Linked DNA regions of Mus musculus: region 1 is linked to region 2. A link is a contact called in public HiChIP or PLAC-seq data. All regions are on one chromosome and are shown on one strand. Each heading gives the region's core, a stretch centred on a gene start, on an enhancer-like site or on the middle of the called end of the contact. The rest is flanking DNA. Distances are from core to core; before and after follow the strand shown. Region 1 overlaps Mboat4 (membrane bound O-acyltransferase domain containing 4). Region 2 overlaps Rbpms (RNA binding protein gene with multiple splicing).

The links. HiChIP or PLAC-seq counts read pairs in DNA pulled down with a chosen protein or histone mark.
Region 1: a contact with region 2 is called in an H3K27ac HiChIP or PLAC-seq map of embryonic stem cells, with 7 read pairs. The contact joins two enhancer-like sites. A contact is called at or near these places in 1 of 39 promoter capture datasets (neutrophils), 2 of 115 datasets of contacts at active chromatin or transcription factors (embryonic stem cells and pancreatic cancer cells) and 3 of 9 other capture datasets (adipose tissue, liver and pancreatic islet).

The regions. Positions count from the first base shown.
Region 1 is chr8:34,121,948-34,125,769 of GRCm38.p6, reverse strand. Mboat4 (membrane bound O-acyltransferase domain containing 4) reads right to left here. Exons shown (of 3, transcript NM_001126314.2): 3 at 585-2,015. The coding sequence ends at 1,052. Among named protein-coding and RNA genes, the nearest start is that of Gm39158, 3.0 kb to the right of the region's middle. Within about 2 kb of position 1,364, at least 108 of the 459 cell types and tissues checked have an H3K27ac peak or open chromatin away from gene starts, as enhancers often do. A contact at or near this core is called in embryonic stem cells and pancreatic islet, where this site is marked.
Region 2 is chr8:33,901,695-33,905,590 of GRCm38.p6, reverse strand. The region is part of intron 1 of Rbpms (RNA binding protein gene with multiple splicing); the gene reads left to right. Among named protein-coding and RNA genes, the nearest start is that of Gm51528, 20 kb to the left of the region's middle. RefSeq lists an enhancer at 1-1,770. Within about 2 kb of position 1,605, at least 173 of the 459 cell types and tissues checked have an H3K27ac peak or open chromatin away from gene starts, as enhancers often do. A contact at or near this core is called in embryonic stem cells and pancreatic islet, where this site is marked.

The sequences.
Region 1 (3,822 bases), core at 115-2,614, 220 kb before region 2:
AAGAAAATAATATTGGTCCAGACAGCTCTCTGGTTTACTCCAAGATTTGAGCCATTGTCCCTGTTCGCACTTCTGCTATGATGTGACAGCATCCACCATCAGGGATCAACAGAAGCCAAACCATCAGACTTTGCACTTCTAACTCTGAGACCTAAATAAACATCCTTTCCTTCATAAGTCTGCCTGTCTCTAACATTTCATTATGGCAATAAGAAGTCATTCATACCAGATTGCAATACTTCACATCCCAGAATCAACTGGGCCCAATGGGTACTAAGCATTTAATTTCTGTGCATATAACATCTTCATGCGGTTCACAGTAGTTTGATGTTTTGGTTTTGTTTTTTAAATCTGGTAGTGAGGCTCAAACCCCAGCCCTCCCATCTGCTGGGCAGACACTCACTGAATCACGCCCTCTACTCACACCTGATGTTTTTATATCCAGGCTCATTTCAACCTCACTTCCACATCTAGAGAAGTCCCTGTGCTTCTCCAATTTGTACCTCAGTAACAATAGAATAGCTTGTTAATGCACAAGTCTTAATTACTGTTCCCCTGCTGTAATGAGACACCACGGCCACAGAAACTTTTATAAAGGAAATCATTTAATTGGGGCTGACTTATAATTCCAGGGGTTTAGTCCATTATCATCATGGCAGGAAGCATGGCGGCATGCAGGCAGACATGGTGCTGGAGGAGCTAAGAGTTCTATATCCAGATCGGCAAGCTACAGGGAAAGACGCTAAACTAGGACTGGGCTTTTGAAACTTCAAAGCCTAGTGACACACTTCCTCCGATGAAGCCACACCTCCTAGTCCTTTCAAGTAGTGTCACCCTCTAAGCATTTAAATATATAAACATATGGGAGCCATTACTATTCAAACCACCACAGAAGAGAAACACATCTCTGTGGCCAGCCATCAGGTTTATCCATCCAATACTTAAAAACTTTCACTATGAATAGTTTTAAATACATTATTCATCAAGGCATCTTCTGGCATTTCCTAAGCAGTATTTAATGGCTAGGTGAGATGAAGGGCAGGGAAAGATTTCAGTTACGTTTGTCTTTTCTCTCCGCTAACAGAAAAAGCAAAAGACCGTACATCACAGGGAAGAGACTGTTGTAAGAACAGCACAGTTGGCAGAGAGAGGAAAGGCTCCGGCCCTCCACCGCCAGCATGATGTAGGCAATGATGAGTTGGGTATGAGCCCAAGTGAGGGCTCTATAAAGCAGCCGCAGGGGCCAGGATCTGATACATACGTTGGCAAAAGTGTGAATCAGATAATCGGCTTTCACCATTACAGACCAGCACAGGAAGCCGAACACCTGACCTGGGTGGAGCCCGTGCCACCAGGCAGAGAAGGCAAATGTCTGCAGCAGGGGCCAGCGCCGGCTCTTCCGGAAGACGAGCCTCCTGAGCCACAGAGCTGTGCTTCGGTTCCACTGCCTGGCGAACAGGGAGATCCTGTGGGTAGTTTCCAGGGTCCAAATGTCCACGTCGGGGACGTATCCCTCCTCTCCAGGCCCCTGGCCAGCCTCAGCGCCAAAGCCCGCCGCGTGGAGGAGAGAGTCGTCCAGGATCCAATGGGAGTAATAGGTGAGTTTAAAGAGCCAGGCTGTGGACCACATGAGGTAGATGCACTCCAGCCGCTGGCAGTCATCCAGTCCAGCTCCAGCACTCACCGCGCTCCTCAGCGCCACCTTGAGGCACTCCAGCCCGAGAATCTGCAGACCCCTCCAGGTCAGAGCCCGAAAAGAGATACTCGGATACAAAGAGCTTGATCTTTGAACGCAAGCCTGAAACCTCCGGAAGGAACACAGGGAGCCTCCCAGGAGAGCAGGGAAAAAGAGCAAGTAGCTGAAATGAGGTAGAGCATCCCACAGGTGCTCAGAGAAAGAACTCTTGCTCCTGATGCCCCGCCTCGGGGCCTCCACCTTCCCTTCACAAATGTCCAGTGAGAGGGATGTGACTCTCTGCGTCAAGAGCATGAGGGAAGAAAGAGTGATGTAGAACCTGAAAGACATTTAAATAAACATGTATGTGAAGCCACGCCATATTTATTGTCTCACACTTGTTCTCTCGCCTCCAACCTGCCCACAGATCTCATAGCAAATCACGCTCCACAAACACTCTTAGAATCTTTCAGAACCGTGCATTATTCCAGGGCAAAACCACTAATTATCCCAGGCCGGGTATCACACTCCTTTAATCCCAGCATCTCAGCATGCGGAGGCAAAGGCAGTTGGATCTCTGAGTTCGAGGCTAGCATGGTTTTCAGAGCAAGAACTACACAGTCAGAACTACACAGAGAAAACCTTACCCCAACCCATCTGACTCATATTTATGCTGTCATGTGGTTGCTGGGAATTGAACTCAGGACCTCTGGAAGAGCAGTCAGTGCTCTTAGCCATTGAGCTATCTCTCCACCTCCTGGTTATAATATTTTAGAATAGCTTATAAACGGCTGGAGAGATAGCTCAGTGGGCACTTGAGACTGACAACCACAGTTCAATTCCCAGGTCCCACGTGGTTAAAAAAAAAAAGAAAGAAAGAAAAGAAAAGAAAATGAAAATGAAAAAAACCACCTAACTCCCAAAAGTTGCTCTCTGAACTCCATAGGAGTACTGTGTTGTGTACAACAAATCAATCATAAATAAATTAATTAAAAATGTTCCTTTAAAAAGAGAACGGCTTACAAATATTAGGATCAGACCTGGTGTGGTGACACATACTACATTCAAGAGGCTGGGTCAGGAGGAGAGTGAGTTGGTTTGCCTATACTGTAGAGTAATTTCTAGACCATTCCATACATAAAAAAAATAAAAATCAATAAAAAGAAATTAAGACTGGAGACATGGAAGAAGTTTAGAAATAAAATAAATAAGAATTCGTAGTAAAAAGATGATTCCAGGAAGTTGAATTGTTAAACATAAGCCAGGCCCTGATTATAATATTCCGGTGCCTGGGGGTGCACACTGAAAACGCATCAGGGTGAGGAGGAGGAGTAGCACCTAAGCAGGTAACACTTGTTTTCCACCAGTCTTCTGAACTCTCTCCGTGACACCCTTGGAGACTCTGAGATTGCTGAGGACAGCCAGAGAAAATGACAATCACACTATGTATAATGAAGAAGCCAGCACTGTCCCCAGCCATGGCTGTGTCTCCTTCTGACTTAAGGTCATCAGATCCTCTTGCCTGACTTATCTTGAGAGCAGGGTCACCTCCAAATCCAACTTCCCCTCTGTTGCAGGCTGTGTCCCCCTCCCCCACCAAATTCACATCCTTAAGTTCCAAGCCCTAGTGACTCAGAGTGTGAGCATATTTAGAGACAGGGTCTTTAAAGAAGCAATTAAAGGGGCTGGAGAGGGGGCTGGTGAGATGGCTCAGTGGGTAAGAGCACCCGACTGCTCTTCTGAAGGTCCGGAGTTCAAACCCCAGCAACCACATGGTGGCTCACAACCATCTGTAATAAGATCTGACTCCCTTTTCTGGAGTGTCTGAAGACAGCTACAGTGTACTTACATATAATAAATAAATTTAAAAGGGGGGGGGCTGGAGAGATGGTTCAGTGGTTAAGAACACTGACTTCTCTTTCAGAGGTCCTGAGTTCAATTTCCAGCAACTACATGGTGGTTCCAACCATCTGCAATGGGATCAGATGCCCTCTTCTGGTGTGTCTGAAGACAGCTACAGTGTACTCATATACATTAAATCAATTTTTTTTAAAAAGAAGCAATTAAAGAGATGCCATACTGGGCAGACACTCATCCAACATGACTAAAGAGGTAGGACAATCACACATGTGTATGATCAGACACAG
Region 2 (3,896 bases), core at 356-2,855:
CTCTTTAAACAAACAACAACAACAACAAAACAAAAAAAACCAACGGGATGGAGAGATGGAGAGGTTAAGAGCACTGGCTGCTTTTCCGGAGGTCCTGAATTCAAATCCCAGCAACCACATGGTGGCTCACAATCATCTGCAATGTGATCTGACGCCCTCTTCTGGTGTGCCTGAGGACAGCTACAGTGTACTTAGATATAATAAATAAGTAAATCTAAATAAATAAATAAATAAAACCCCTATTAAAAAGTAAAACACATTCCAGTAGTGCCTTATGTACGTTACAAATCAATAAATTAGTATGTGTAGATATATTTTTAGTGCTGTGGCTTAACTTAGATGGTAGAGAGTTTGTGTAGAATGCCTGTAGCTATGGGTTAATCTACAGCACAGAACCATAGTGGTGCCTGCCTGTAATCTCAGTTACATTCAGAGTTAAAGGAATGTAAATGTCTGTCTTCTGTCTGTCTGTCTCTGTTCCTTTTTCTCTGTGTTTCCCCCTTTTTCTTCCCCATCCCCCACTGCCTGCCTGTCCATCTCATAGCCAGAGTGTCCTTGAACTCACTTTGGAACTGAAGATGGCCCTAAACTTTTGATCTTTCTTCCCCCATCCACTGAGTCCTCAGTAGACCCCATAGGCTGCTTACTGCCTACATATGTTGTTGGTGGTGATTGAACCTGGGTGTTTTTGCTTGTTAAGACCACGTAGTCTGCTGATTTTCCTGTATCAGCCTTTTAATGTAGATCTATACAGATGTTTCTTTCTTTTTTTTTTTTGTTTTTAATATTCTGTAAACATGGGAATTTGCAAAAATCAAAAGTGAATCTTCCAGATTTTTCTCTTGGTTGTCAGTGTAGTGATAGCGATTTGTACTGTCACGAGCTTTGCGTGACGAATGGGAAGGCCCTAAATACAACTTGAGCTGAAGTTGGGGATTAGGTGTGGGATGCATTTAATTCCTCTGTGTGTGTGTTTGTGCATGCGTGCTTTTTAAAATAGGTCCTCGCGCTTGCATTTCTTCCTCTAAAGCTCTAGTACTTCAGCTGACACTGTTTTAATCGATCCCTGTTTCTCTAGAAGTGTTGACATCTACACTTGAATATTTAAACGTAAAATAGGAAGGATGACAGATAGCTCTTAGACTGTACCATGATGGATGCTCTTGCAGTTGAATACTGTTAAGACAAATATTTATAGACGGAGGAGGGTCAAGGGATTGGTAGGAGGCAGGGTACTGTTTCTTAAATCCTTGTTGACTTTTGACGGATTTGATCACCCTTTTTGCCCATCCCTCCCCCCTTTGTTTTTCAGTGTGGCCAGAATAAAAGGCATTGGGATATCGGTTATTCAGTAAGTTGTCTTAATGGCTACCAGCATTAACATTAACGAAACACTTGTGTTTATTGGGGCAAGTAGCTTGTAAGTAAATATCAACTCGATTTAGAGCCAAAGAACAAATATTTTTGGTGAGCCTTGGACCTCCTGTGTCCGAGTGAATGTTTTCAGGCAACCATTTGTTTATAGGAAATGGTTCAGAGTGGAGGAACTTTGGCCCGAGCAGCGGTGGGCAGTGGGACAAACTGGGCAGGGTCTGTTGCTGGTTAGTTCATTTGATTAGAACAGTATGCTAATGAACTCAAGGTCACTGGGCCATCTGTGTATGGGTCAGCTAACCCTGCTGGGATTCCAGACCTTGGCCCGGAGGCTGGGCGATGTATTTGTCCCTGGTCCTGAGGCTGGGGAGTGGATGTATGGATGTGAGCCCATCCACAGACCCTGCGGAAGAACTTGAAACAGATGCTTTGTAAGTTTTGCATAATAAGTGACAATCTTATTGAGAGTCCTGGGAAAAAGTATAAGGAAGGAAACTAAAATCACCTTCTATTCGTGAGCTGACAGAGGTTGCCTGTTGGGTTTTTCCATCGCTGGAGTTCTCTTGGCTTCTTTCTTTTCTCTAAGCCACCCCTCCGTGCTCCTGCCTTTCTTCCCCTTGGATTCCTGGTCAGCTGCTACTACTCCTTAGCGGTCTGCTCTGAATCTGCATCTCTTATCCTTCACCCCCACCTGTGGTGTCTCTCTCTCTCTCTCTCTCTCTCTCTCTCTCTCTCTCTCTCTCTCTCTCTCTCTCTCTCTCTCTCTCTCTCTCTCTCTCTCTCTCTCTCTCCTCTCTCCTCTCTCTCTCTCTCTCTCTCTCTCTCTCTCTCCTCTCTCTCCTCTCTCCTCTCTCCTCTCTTCTCCCTCTCCCCCTCCCCTGAGCTCCAGATTCCGATATTAACACCAGCATCCATACCACCTCCAAATGGGTGTCTCCGCTCAGTTCCAAAGCCCCGGAGTTGTGCTTGTATTTATCTCTATTTCCAGACCTGCCTTCCCATCTGCAGGAGTCTCCCTTCATCCCGTGGTCCATCTGTCTCTCCCCTCCTTTAGGAACCCATCATCTGTCTTCACTGCTCCCCAGAAGATCTCTTGATTTAACTCCATCTTCCCAGACACTGGACCAGTCTGGTCACCAGCAAACCATCACCATTTCCTGTCCCTAGACCTGCTTCCGTCCCTCCAAACCAGGGCCAAGAGAGTCTCCTGGAAAGAACGCTTCCTCTGTGGCCCCTCCCCTGCTGTGGCCCCTCCCCTGCTGTGGCCCCTCCCCTGCTTTACTCCAAGCCAAGCTTGAACGCAGAGGAAGGACATCCTGAGTGCTTTGTTTTGTTTTAACAGAGTAGAGGATCAAATCTGAGGCCTCCCTCCCACACGCTTGGAGGAGTCCAGCTTTGAGCTTCAAATGCCCCAGGACATCCTGATTTCCTTATCTGAAGTCCTGAGGTTTTTCAGTTTGGCTTTGCTTTAGCCTTATACTTAAAATAACCTCGTGCAGAGGGCTACATTTTAGTACAATGGATCTCCTTTCTAACAAACAGCCAAGAGATGTAACTTTACAGCAGGGGATTTTCAGAATTGGGAAATCCCTGCAAGCCAGGATATAGAGTGTTTCTTCCGGGTGCACTGGTTAGTTTGTGTCTTGGGAGTTGGAAGATGGGCAGTAGGCTAGCTCTGCCTCCTGCTGCTTCTTGGGTTTTCCTTTTGTCCTCCTCCGGGCTACATAAGTTAAAGGAAATGATAAAGGCATCGAAGGCCTCTGTTAATGATGTCAGTGTTTGCATAAACATTAACCCATTGTGCTTTGCTGTCTCAGAGGCCCTTTCTTTGCGCTCCAGACCTTGGTCAGGGAAGCTGTGTAAAGTCTTTTGGTTATTTATGATCACTGAAGAATTTGCTAGTGTGTTCAAGTATTTTACTTTCAGAAAAACAAACGACCTATCTACGTGACTGGGTGTTTTTACCAGACTCTCAGGCGTTACGGGAGTTACTGTTCTTTTTCCTCCTCCTCCTCCTCCTTCTCCTCTTTTTTTTTTAATAAACATAACCAATTTTTTTAATATAAGATTTATTTATCTATTTTATATATGAGTGCAGTGTCGCTGTCTCTAGAAGAGGGCATCAGATCCCAATACAGATGGTTGTGAGCTACCATGTGGTTGCTGGGAATTGAACTCAGGACCTCTGGTAGAGCAGCTAGTACTTTTAACCCCTGAGCCATCTCTCCAGCCCCTGTACATCTTCACTACTTAGTAACTGATAAGGTTAGAAACATGGACATTGCCCTGGAAACCCTGCTTTCATAAAGTTTTACAAAGTTACAAACAACAGCAACACCAACAAACCAAACTTACAGATACCCTTGCTTTTATTTATTCTTACTTAAAAAGGATGTGGCAGACCTATCTTACCCCAGCACTTGGGATGCGGAGGCAGGGGAATCTCTGTGAGTTAAAGCTCAGCCTGGACTATAGTGCGTCCCTACTCACTGAATAGTAACTCAGTATAGACTTTTTTTTTT